Linked DNA regions of Rattus norvegicus: region 1 is linked to region 2. A link is a contact called in public Hi-C data. All regions are on one chromosome and are shown on one strand. The core of a region is the stretch at or near the end of the contact, and the rest is flanking DNA. Distances in the headings are between cores, read along the strand shown. Region 1 has its middle 14 kb from the start of Kcnj8. Region 2 has its middle 18 kb from the start of Ldhb.

What was found. Hi-C and Micro-C count contacts between places; a contact is called where the count stands out from the background.
Region 1: a contact with region 2 is called in a Hi-C map of liver, with 4 times the contacts expected there. The contact joins two enhancer-like sites. A contact is called at or near these places in 3 of 12 Hi-C or Micro-C datasets (kidney and liver).

What each region holds. Positions count from the first base shown.
Region 1 is chr4:177,230,166-177,235,332 of GRCr8, reverse strand. No RefSeq gene overlaps it. Among named protein-coding and RNA genes, the nearest start is that of Kcnj8, 14 kb to the left of the region's middle. Within about 2 kb of position 1,827, at least 4 of the 93 cell types and tissues checked have an H3K27ac peak or open chromatin away from gene starts, as enhancers often do. A contact at or near this core is called in liver, where this site is marked.
Region 2 is chr4:177,193,124-177,198,289 of GRCr8, reverse strand. No RefSeq gene overlaps it. Among named protein-coding and RNA genes, the nearest start is that of Ldhb, 18 kb to the right of the region's middle. Within about 2 kb of position 2,884, at least 1 of the 93 cell types and tissues checked has an H3K27ac peak or open chromatin away from gene starts, as enhancers often do. A contact at or near this core is called in liver, where this site is marked.

The DNA of each region.
Region 1 (5,167 bases), core at 578-3,077, 38 kb before region 2:
ATGAAGAATGTCAAGTCTGTAACCCTATGGTCACGTTCCCAGAAAAGCAAAAGTTGTAGCCGTGAACTAAGAAAAAGGGGTCTGGGAAGAGAGGACATCTACCAGCCTCCTGGCACTGTGTATTTAAGCAAATGCTATGATAAATAGTCCGAAGGCGAGAGCAAGGGTGAGGGGATTGAAATGATTTATGAATGAAATTATTTATGAAATATGGATAAGTAGGCTGATGGGAGGTTTGAAAGGGTTAGTAAGAACATTTTGGTAAAAGCAGAGAATTTTAGCCTCAGTAGCTTACAGCTCCATGTGATACCTCTCGCACCCTTCCTCTCTGTCTCTGTCTCTCTGTCTCTGTCTCTGTCTCTCTGTGTGTGTGTGTGTGTCTCTCTCTCTCTGTCTCTCTCTTTCAATCTCTATCTATCTATATTATCTATATCTACATATATACCATAACCTATATCTATATAATAACATATAATAATTTATACATCTGTGTATCTCTATATCTCTGTCAATATAGATGTTATAGACAGGCAGATGCAGTACTAGGTGAACTTGAAGAGATATAAAGTGTTGAGAATGAAGCTGGAAAATGAACCCAGGAAGCCACATTGGAGTCCAGCTAGAAAAGCCTTGACTGCCATTCCCGAAAAAGTCGGTCTCTCTCCAGTTGTCTATGTGAATATGTGAAGCCTTTAGAGAACTCCGTTGATTTGTAGCATTTTCAACTGAGAAGCGGATCTCGGCTTTAATTTTGCATACAACACATTTCACCCTTTGCTTTGTCAACACACACCGAAGCGGTCCAGGAGTATGTAGATATTTAGCCTCAATCTGTGTGTGTGCACAGGGCTGTGTGTGAAGATGGTGCATGTGGTGGGTGTGCGCTGGTGCAAATGAGCATGTGGAGGCCGGAGATTGATACTAGATACCTTATTCTTTGCTGCTTTATTTTTTGAGAAAGGGTCTCCTCTCATTGACTGACCTGGGGCTCATCACTGCGGATTGGCTGGCTGGTCAGCAGCTTCAGGAAGCCACTTGTTGCTACTCCTGTCGTGTTGGAGTTGCACGAAGCTGTGACAGGCTTTGAGGTGGGTTCTGGGTCCAAAAGCAGTTCTTTCTGCACACTTGCACCCGGAGCACTTCACCAAGTGGGCCATGTCCTCCCTGCTGAGCGTTCATTCAAACAAACCGTTCTTGATACAATAGTTTCACCTCAGTTACCCCCCAGAGAGCCTCAGAGGGACAGAGGCAGGGCTTACACTGAAGGGAGCTGTAGAAGTCTTGGAGAGGGAGAGAGCTGCCTGAAAAAGACAATCAATAAAGATGTAAGCCCTTTAAAGCAGAATTGGCTCCAATGTCCTATCTTGACCTGACATTAAAGGCTGATTAAGATTTCCACGGACTTGAACTTGAATCTTTGCAGTAAATTACTGTCAGTGTAATTGGAGTCACATCCTCCGAAGGTCTGTGGGGAGTTCCCATCACATTTGATGAGAATCGTGTAGAAAGATCCTGGGAAGAGCGTGGCCCCTAAGCTTCCTCTTGAGCTGCCTGTAGGGTTTGTTGTGAATGCTTTCACGCACTGCTCCTTGGAGACACAAATTTTAGTCCTTTCTCTGCCTTCTACATCCTGAAAGTAACGAAATGAAGGGGATACAGAGGTCTTTTCACTCTTTCCTCTTTATCTGAGACTAATTTAGTCATCAAAGAGGAAAGCGTTCTCCCTATAAACTGCAGAGCGCAGAACAATATCAACAGGAGCAGGAAATGCTTCACCATGCTCACTGGTGACACTGTCCTCCCTGGAGGTCATTTCCTTGGGCCACTGGAGGATTGCGAGTTCTGAGTCACTCTGTCAGACCAAGGCCAAGGGCACTTGGAGCATCTATGGGCTGGGGATCCTAGAATTTCACTCAGAGAGAGAGCTTTGGAATTCTGACAAAGAACAGCCACGAATTGTCAGCTAACACTGTGTGGCTGGGAGAGAAGAAAGCCAGGAAAGGGAACAGCTCTGAGGTGAGCAGTGTGGTGCTTCCGCTCCCAGAAATCGGCAAAGCAACACTGTCATGGCCCAGGCACGTCCCCTGTCTTCCTGTGCCTAAGTAACTAGAGGGCGGGTGTGATTTTGATTTTGACATGAAAATGTCCCTTCTGCATTTCTGGAACGTGTCCCAGGTTTTTGGTTTATTTGTTTGTTTGTTTGTTTTTGTTTCCTGTTCCACGTTTTCCATCTGATCTCTTTCGGGTAGAGTTGCCGTATCTCTTAGCTTTCCCTTAGAGAAAACAAACACGCCTGGGTATGTTTTGCTCAACGGCCAATGTCAGAAATGGTAGATGTTGCATTTAAATCACTAAAAGAATAAATAGACTCGCGGAACGAAACTCTCCACTGTATGCAGCCTGCCTCGTTTGCATTTCGCTCTGTCGAGTTTCACACGTGGCAGTCTGGAAGCCACAAAACTATCAAGGGCGGTAGACTGGGAAAAAGCAAGTGGAGTGGGCAGATAGAATGTCTCCACAGCAAAGATCTGGGAATTAGGTGTGAAAGAAACTTTATTTCTGCCCTAGAGAAAAAGTGTAATGAATTTGCCCTGTACTGAGAATCTGATTGGCTGAAGAGACCGCTCTGTGGTTAAGAGTGTTTGCTGCTCAAGCAGAAGACTCAGGTTACATTCTCTTGGCTTCTCTTGGCAGCGCGCAACCATCTGTAACTCCAGTTCCGGGGAATTTGGCTCCCTCTTCTGGCCGCCTTGGGTACTACACACATTTAGGGAGTTCGCATACATGCAGGCAAAAATACCCACAAGCATCGAACAAGGAAACCTTAAATGGTTTTTCCTTAGTTGTAGTTCCCTTGTTTAACCTCCTGCATCCCAGAACAAGCTCTCTCTGTGTGTTTTCCTGTGCGGTGTCTGTTAGGAAACAGTTCCACGTTCATTGCGATGCTCTCTACGGCCTATTTCCGTTCTTGACAATCACACACTCTGTCTTCCAGGTGCAGAGTGCAGACACTCAAGAGAAAAGGGCACAGCGTGCAAGAGCTTCTGTCTAACTAGGGGTAGTTTTGCCTGAAATGGAACTTTCTGTAAGTGCGATTGTGTTCCAGGTTTCTTTAAAAAAAAAAAATAGATGCTTAAGTCAAATTTAAGAATGCCAAAATTTTAATCTGTATACCAAGGAGCTAGAGAGGTAGATCGGGAGTTAAGGGTGCTTACTGCCATTTTAGAGGACTTGCCTTCAGTTCCCAGCACCCGTTTTGGGTGACTGACAGTTGCCTGTAACTCTGGCTCCGGGACATTTTGACATTGTCTTCTGGCTTCCATGGGTACTAAGTGCAGATATGCAAACCCACACAGAAAAACACAGATATATTTTTAAAAATATACCAGCATATGCAATTTGAAAACAAATTACAAACAAATGTGACAAAATTTTTAATTATTAACTAAATTAAAAACACTAAACACGAAATTAAACTTAAATTTAAAAAGAAAACATTGGATATAACTTCAGTTGCAATGCTTCACATCACCAGTGCCCTCTGCTTTTTTCTGCATCACTCTGGGTGACCCACGATATCTTTGGGAATGAAGCCACAAGCCTTCCTAGAATCTGGAGGCCCAAGAATCCCCTAGTGTGAATCACTGCCTGAACTTGAAAGAACACAGGGTGTCAGGGCCCTGTGACAGCCCTGTCTCCATGTCTGTCCTTGCCACTCATCCCTGAACCCAGGACCCTGTGACAGCCCTGTCTCCACGTCTGCCCCTGCCACCCATCCCTGAACGGGGGATTTCCTGAACTCTGCAGCTGTCAATCATCTCCTTAGTCCAAGTCTCCGGGATGAGTCAGACAGCCTGGTTTTCTCTTCCCACCAACTCTTGTCATCTTCCTTATCTTTCCAGGCATTCCTTGGAACTTCTTTTATACTAATAAAAAGAATAACAATGCAAGGCTGCAGGAGATTAATTTGGCTTGGAATTTTTTGACTGTTACAGATGCAGTGGGGTCAGATGAAGCCATTGCCTCCCATGTGAGTGAGGGATTCTACTCAGAATCTCCCGCAGTTTCTGATTCGCTCGCTTGGCATTGCTTAATGATGCCCATTTCCGGAAAGTGTAGCATCAGAGAATGGGGGCTGACAGCTTCTCCTTCAACTTCTTTCCCTGTGTTAAATTACTTGGTGTTAAGACATTCTTGTTGGAAGACTAAGGCACAGCACTTGATGCAAGGGTGAGACTTCAGGAACTGACTTGGTTGTCAGCAGCCATAGCTGGGGTCTAGCCCCCATGGTCTTCTTGTGTGGGCATCATCACTATCTTAGGATCTATTGGGCATTCTAGAACAAATTCACTGGCTCTCCCTTGTCATTGGACTGTTGGTGCCTTACCTGTTAAAGAGCCCCTCTTTTCTGTCTATTGGCTAGTATTGCTGTAGGAACATCTCCTGTGAAATCACTAAAACAGTATTAGCTGTGGCAACTATGGTTGTAGTATAAAATGCATTAAGATCTTACTATTGTGAAGATGCTGTACTGATGAGAAATTACTACTATCTGGCCTTGGAACCAGGAACATTCTAGGAAAGTGCTGTGACAATCGGATATACTCCTACACTGAACTGAATCTTTAGTAACTTTGTACATAGGCACAGAGTTATGTGCTAATAAAGGAAGGGGACACTCTTTCACAAATGTGGTTTCAGCTGTTTTCATAACTGTGCTCCCATACACCTGCATGGCAAAGTCAGTACCTCACTGTGACCTCTTAATCAGCAGAGCTAAGGTCAGCTCCAGCTGGGAGTGGCCACAGTACAGCTTAGCACGTTAGTTACCCAGCTTCCCTCTGAATTGAAATGTTTTTTCGTGGAGGAAGAATAGAAGCCCATAAGACCCAAGAAGGTAAAGAACTCTCAAAGCTTGAGGAGCCCACATTACAAGATTCACAAAGATTCCTCCCCAAGGTTCTACAAGCTGTTGACATGTCAGTAGTTTTGTCTGCACTTGGGTTCAAATTGGGTCTTCACCCATGTTGGAGTGGGCTTTTCAGGCACCCATGCTCCTGTGAGAAGCTCCTCACCCATGCTTCAGCAAGTAGCTCCTCCCACATATTCCAATAAGTAATCTCAATAAAATGATTTGTTCACCAACCTAGACTTGGATGGAATCCTT
Region 2 (5,166 bases), core at 1,635-4,134:
AGTTACAGATGGTTCTGATCTGCCTGGGGGTGCTGGGAGACAAACCCCAGGTTGGTCAGCCATCTTCAGCCTCATAACTAAGTATTTCAATATCTTATATGGCAAAAGCAGGGCTATAAGTAGAAAAAAAGACAATAAGAACTTAAATTATTAACAGTTACAACCAAGTAGTGCCATTATCAAATTAAAAGGCAAACACCTGTAATTCCCCAAATTAACCTATAAACCCCACCTGCCCAGGAATCAGGTAACTCCCTGGAATGCTGGGAATTGTAGTTCTTGGAAATAACAATTGGCACTGTATTTATATGTGTGCTACTTAGACACAAAGGGAATGGCCTCTCACAGTGGTCGTGTTGAGTGGGGCCTACCTACGTGCTAAGTACAAAGGAAACACCTTCCCATGACCTAAGGAGGCTCTGCAAAATGGCCGTGGATGGTTTATGCTGTGAAAGCTGGAAGAAGCAGACCGAGTCCTGTGAAAAATATCTAAATTTAGAAAGAATAGTAGGGAGAGGAAGCAAATAAGTAAGAGGTTGCCATCAATTCCACATGAAAGCTTCGCTCCCTGAGTCTGCCGCTGTGAGAGTGTAGCATGCCATGCGGGCTTCCTAACTGAAAGAAGTCGGCAGGGAAGACAGGAACCAAGGAACGCAAGGTCCCAAGGTTTACTCTCCCGCTGTCACACACTGGGGAGATTAATGGAGACTCTTCCATAAATGTTTTCATATACCAAAGTAATGACTTGTCACCAAACTTTTGTATAAAGAAGCCAGGCAATGTGCCCAGAAGGGTCCTTGTTGCTGACCAGTGCTGAAGCTGCCCTGCTTTCTGTCTTCAGGAGACCACGTTTCTTCTAGCCTCACCTGTCAAGTTGACATAGCCCAGAGTTCAGCCTGGGAGGATTGCCTCCAACAACCTGCTCTGTGGGATATATCTGTGGGATATTTTCTTGATTGCTAATTGATACAGGAGGGCCTGACCCATGGTGGGATGGTACTGTTGCTTGGCAGGGTGTTCTGGGCCGTGTAAGAGAGCTCACTGAGCAGAGGATCGGGAGTTAAACCAGGAGGCAGCATTCCTTGACTCCAGGTCATCCTTTGACTTTCCTTGCTGGTGGACTTAACCTGTAAGGCAGCATAAAGACTTTCCTTCAGGAATTTGTTTTTGGCCAGAGTGTTTCGTCACGGCAACAGAAAGCAAACTAGAGCAATGCTTACCCTCAAAGGTATTTCCATTTTCACTTTGCCGTATGGATGGTGGAATACCCTGTAACTGGAGAACAGCACAGCAAGTCCTAAGCAAGCTGGGACACTGCTTCTTGGGAGACCCTAGTGGGACCCTTGGGGACCCTTCTTGGAGTGGTGCCTAAGTGGTCAAGAGCACTTGGACAGTCATGCGTTCCAACATTTGGGTCCCAGCTTCTATGTCACAAGCGGCCATCTTGTGCGCACTAGCAACCCCAGCTACAAGGAGGCACAAACAGGGAGGGCCACTGGGGCTTGCTGGCTTCCAGCCTTGCCTCAGAAGCATCAACCCCTGGTTCCAGGAGAGACAAGGTCTCAAAGAAACCGTGGACTGTAATCTGGAAGGACACCTGACCCTCCTGGCGTCTGCACTAGTGCAGATGGACAGCCTCGAACGTAGTCACATGTGTGTGTGCACACACCCTGTAGACCATGAGCAAAGTCTCCAAGATCATTGGTTACACATTAGACCCAGAAACCTGGACAACCCCTTTGGATGCATCGTCATTTTAATGCTTGAGGCATGAATGCATAATAACACCAAGGGTGAAGTAAACAATTATTGTTTTGTTCTGTTGAGAGTCAGGGTCTCACTATGTTTGTCTAAGAGGCTAGTCTAGCACTTGCAACATAACCCAGGCTGGTCCAGAAATCACTCTCCTGACTCAGCCTCCTGAGTGCTGAGATTATAGACATTTGACACTATGCCTTGCTCTATTTTAAACAATCTCAAGTAAATGAAACATCTATTTATCTATTCATCCATCCTCCATCCATCTGTCCCTCCATCCATCCATTCATCTATCCATCCATTCATCCATCTACCTATCCATCCATTCATCCATCCACCCCATTCATCCACCCCATCCATCCATCCATTCATCCATCCATTTATCTGTCCATTCATCTATCCATCCATCTATCCATTCTTATTCATTCTTGATTTTTGCCACAGTGTTCACTACAGAGCCCTAGCTGATCTGGCACTTGCTATATTTTACAGGTGGAGAGAATGCAAGGCATAGAGGTCCCAATTTACTTAGGGAAGTGACAGCTAAGTCATGGACAGAGCTGGAGTTGAGCACAAGCCCACCCTCTCTGGCACCAGGCACTTAGACAGTTTGCTTTACTTCTGACAGCAAAGGGGCTGGCATTAGGCTGGGGCCAAGAGTGGCTAAGCTTTCTCCAAGTGGATAACTGGGATGCTCTCCCTAACAGTATAAAAATACAACAGAAGCACAGTACAGAAGACAGAAGGGGCAGTGAGACACGACCTGTAAACAATTTAGCCAACATGCGCACACTTTTATATTGTGTCTCGAAATTTTCACGGCAATGTTTTGAATGATTGAAGATGTAACTTCCTGATGTCTGTCTTCCCTTTGATGCTAAATATTGGTATGGAAGCAATGATATGATCTTTTCCTGTCCCATCAGTCACCAATAAAATAAAATAAACAAAAATAAAAACCCAACAACAAGCAAGCCAGCCAACAATGAGTGGCATTTCAAACAGAAGAGGGTTTTAGGAAGCAGTGGTAAGGGGCCACTGTGAGGGAGCAGGCCAGCACTGATCCTGGCTCATGGAGTGTGGTCATGAGCTCGCTGTGTCCTGAGGACACCCACACCACGCCACTATGGAAGCCAGGTTATCACTATTTAAAACTCTGGTACAAACAGGTTTAAAGGGCATGAACAGGATGCACAGGACACTTCAGAGTCCAAAGAGCCAGCTAGTCCACGTGATCACATGAAATGAAAGATTCCACTCCTCCTGGGCTCTAAGGACCTGGCTGGCTATGTTCTCTGTTTTAGCTTTTATGTTTCAGGAAAGAGAGCAAGAGACATGGAGGGGGTCTGTCTCCCCGGGTGGTGTTTCAGAACACCTAAGGGACACAAAGCCCTTTCTCTAGGCTGTGGTGTGCGTTCCCCTGAGGCGGTGGGTAAACACGCAACATTGGCAGCCTTCCACCGAAAATAAAAATCATCACTCAAGAAGAAACTTGATGTTCCAGAGCCCCCACAGCCACCAAAATGGGAAAAAAAGCTTTCTATTGTGTTTTCTGTGTAACGTGAACGCCAAGAAATGGGGACCAAGGTAGAAGGTTCTTGTGAGTGGAACATAAACTGACTATGACGTGTCTGACCGCTTGCTCTAAGTGTGCATTTTCTGCCAACTGTAAACATTATTATGATTAAACCACGCAATTCTCCTCAATCTGATAGAGACAAAGACAGGTTACCAGCTGAGGACTGCTCCCAGGGTCTGGACTATCAGGAGTGAGGAATCTGACCTTTGTGGATTTAGGCTTCTTAGATTTGACTGTGACTTGGGATAGATAATTGCCAAAGGACCTTTAATCTCTAAATCTAATTATCTCATTGATGAATTTAACTTTTCTCTCTCACTGCTGTGATAAAATACCTAACCAAAGCAAGTGAAGGAAGAAGGCATCTGCCTGACTTACAAATCTGGGGCACTGGGAGCTGAGAGGGACCTCAGCAAACCGTACCCGTATCTGGAAGCAGAGAGGCAGAGAGAGAGAGAGAGAGAGAGAGAGAGAGAGAGAGAGAGAGAGAGAGAGAGAGAGAACACGAACGAACCCAGGACCCCAGCCCATGCAATAATAGAATTCACATTCTGGGTGGGCTTCTCAATTAATTCCAACTAAAAATACCCTTAGTGGCATGCCTAGAATTTGTCTCCTGGGTAATTCTAGATACTGCCAAAATCAACTATTCGGTGATATAAATGAGGGTTAGAAGACATGCCTTTATAAACACACAATTAATGCATTAATTCATTTACTTGATAATAATGGACAACATTCATCGGACCAGGCACTTTTCCAATGATACTTTTGACTTTATACCTATGAGTACGTTACATTTTCCCCGGAGCTCCATGACAAAAAGAATGAGTCTCATTCTCATTTTAAGATTGAGATGACATTAAATTTAAAAGTACAGTATTTTTTAAAGCTAGTGGTCAAGCTTCATAGCTAGCTGGGATTCAAATGCAGGCGCTCTGTCTCATAAGACACACATAAAAGAATTCTGCGATCTAGCTACTGCGAATTTCAAAATATTCCTCCTGATCCAGACCCAGCCCTGACCACCATGACTACTGCATTTGTGCAGTGTGGTCTACTGTTCCAGAGAAGCTTTTACTGAGGCAGAAAGAAATTTTGAAGTGGGTCAATTACTCTGAGGCTCAGAACTGCTCTTGTGTGCATAGGCCTGTGAGTTTACAAGTGCATGTGCACACATGTTTGTGCAAGGCTGACCTTGACACTTGAGTATCTTACTTGATCACACTCCAACTTATATAATGAGGTAGAAGTAGGGTCTCTCCTCTTGCTGAACCCAGAACTTACCATCTTGGCTAATCGGGTTAGCCCACTTGCTTTGGGATGTGCTGGGATTACAGGCAGGCTGTCCTACTCACATAATTTTTATATGGGAGTTGGGGACCAAACTCTGGCCGTCATGCTTGCTTGGCAAGTGATTTACACACTGAGCTGTCTCCCCGGCTCAGAAGAGTTTTTTGTTTATTTAAATAAACAGCAGGGGCTGGAGAGATGGCTCAATGGTTAGAGCACCGACTGCTCTTCCAGAGGTCCTGAGTTCAATTCCCAGCAACCACATGGTGGCTCACAATCACCTGTAATGGGATCTGATGCCCTCCTCTGGTGTGTCTGAAGACAGTGACAGTGTGCTTATATACATAAAATAAATAAATCTTTTTAAAAACTTAAGCGAACAAAGCACTCATAGAACCTACGACTTCCCCGCCCCTCTGACTTTGACAAAGCGAGCAGTAGGGAAACAGGTGGTGAGCAGTTACCCAAGTCAATGTTCCATGCAGGCCACATCAAGGCCCTAAGTTGTTCCTCACAGAGAGGTCATCACCCCGTCT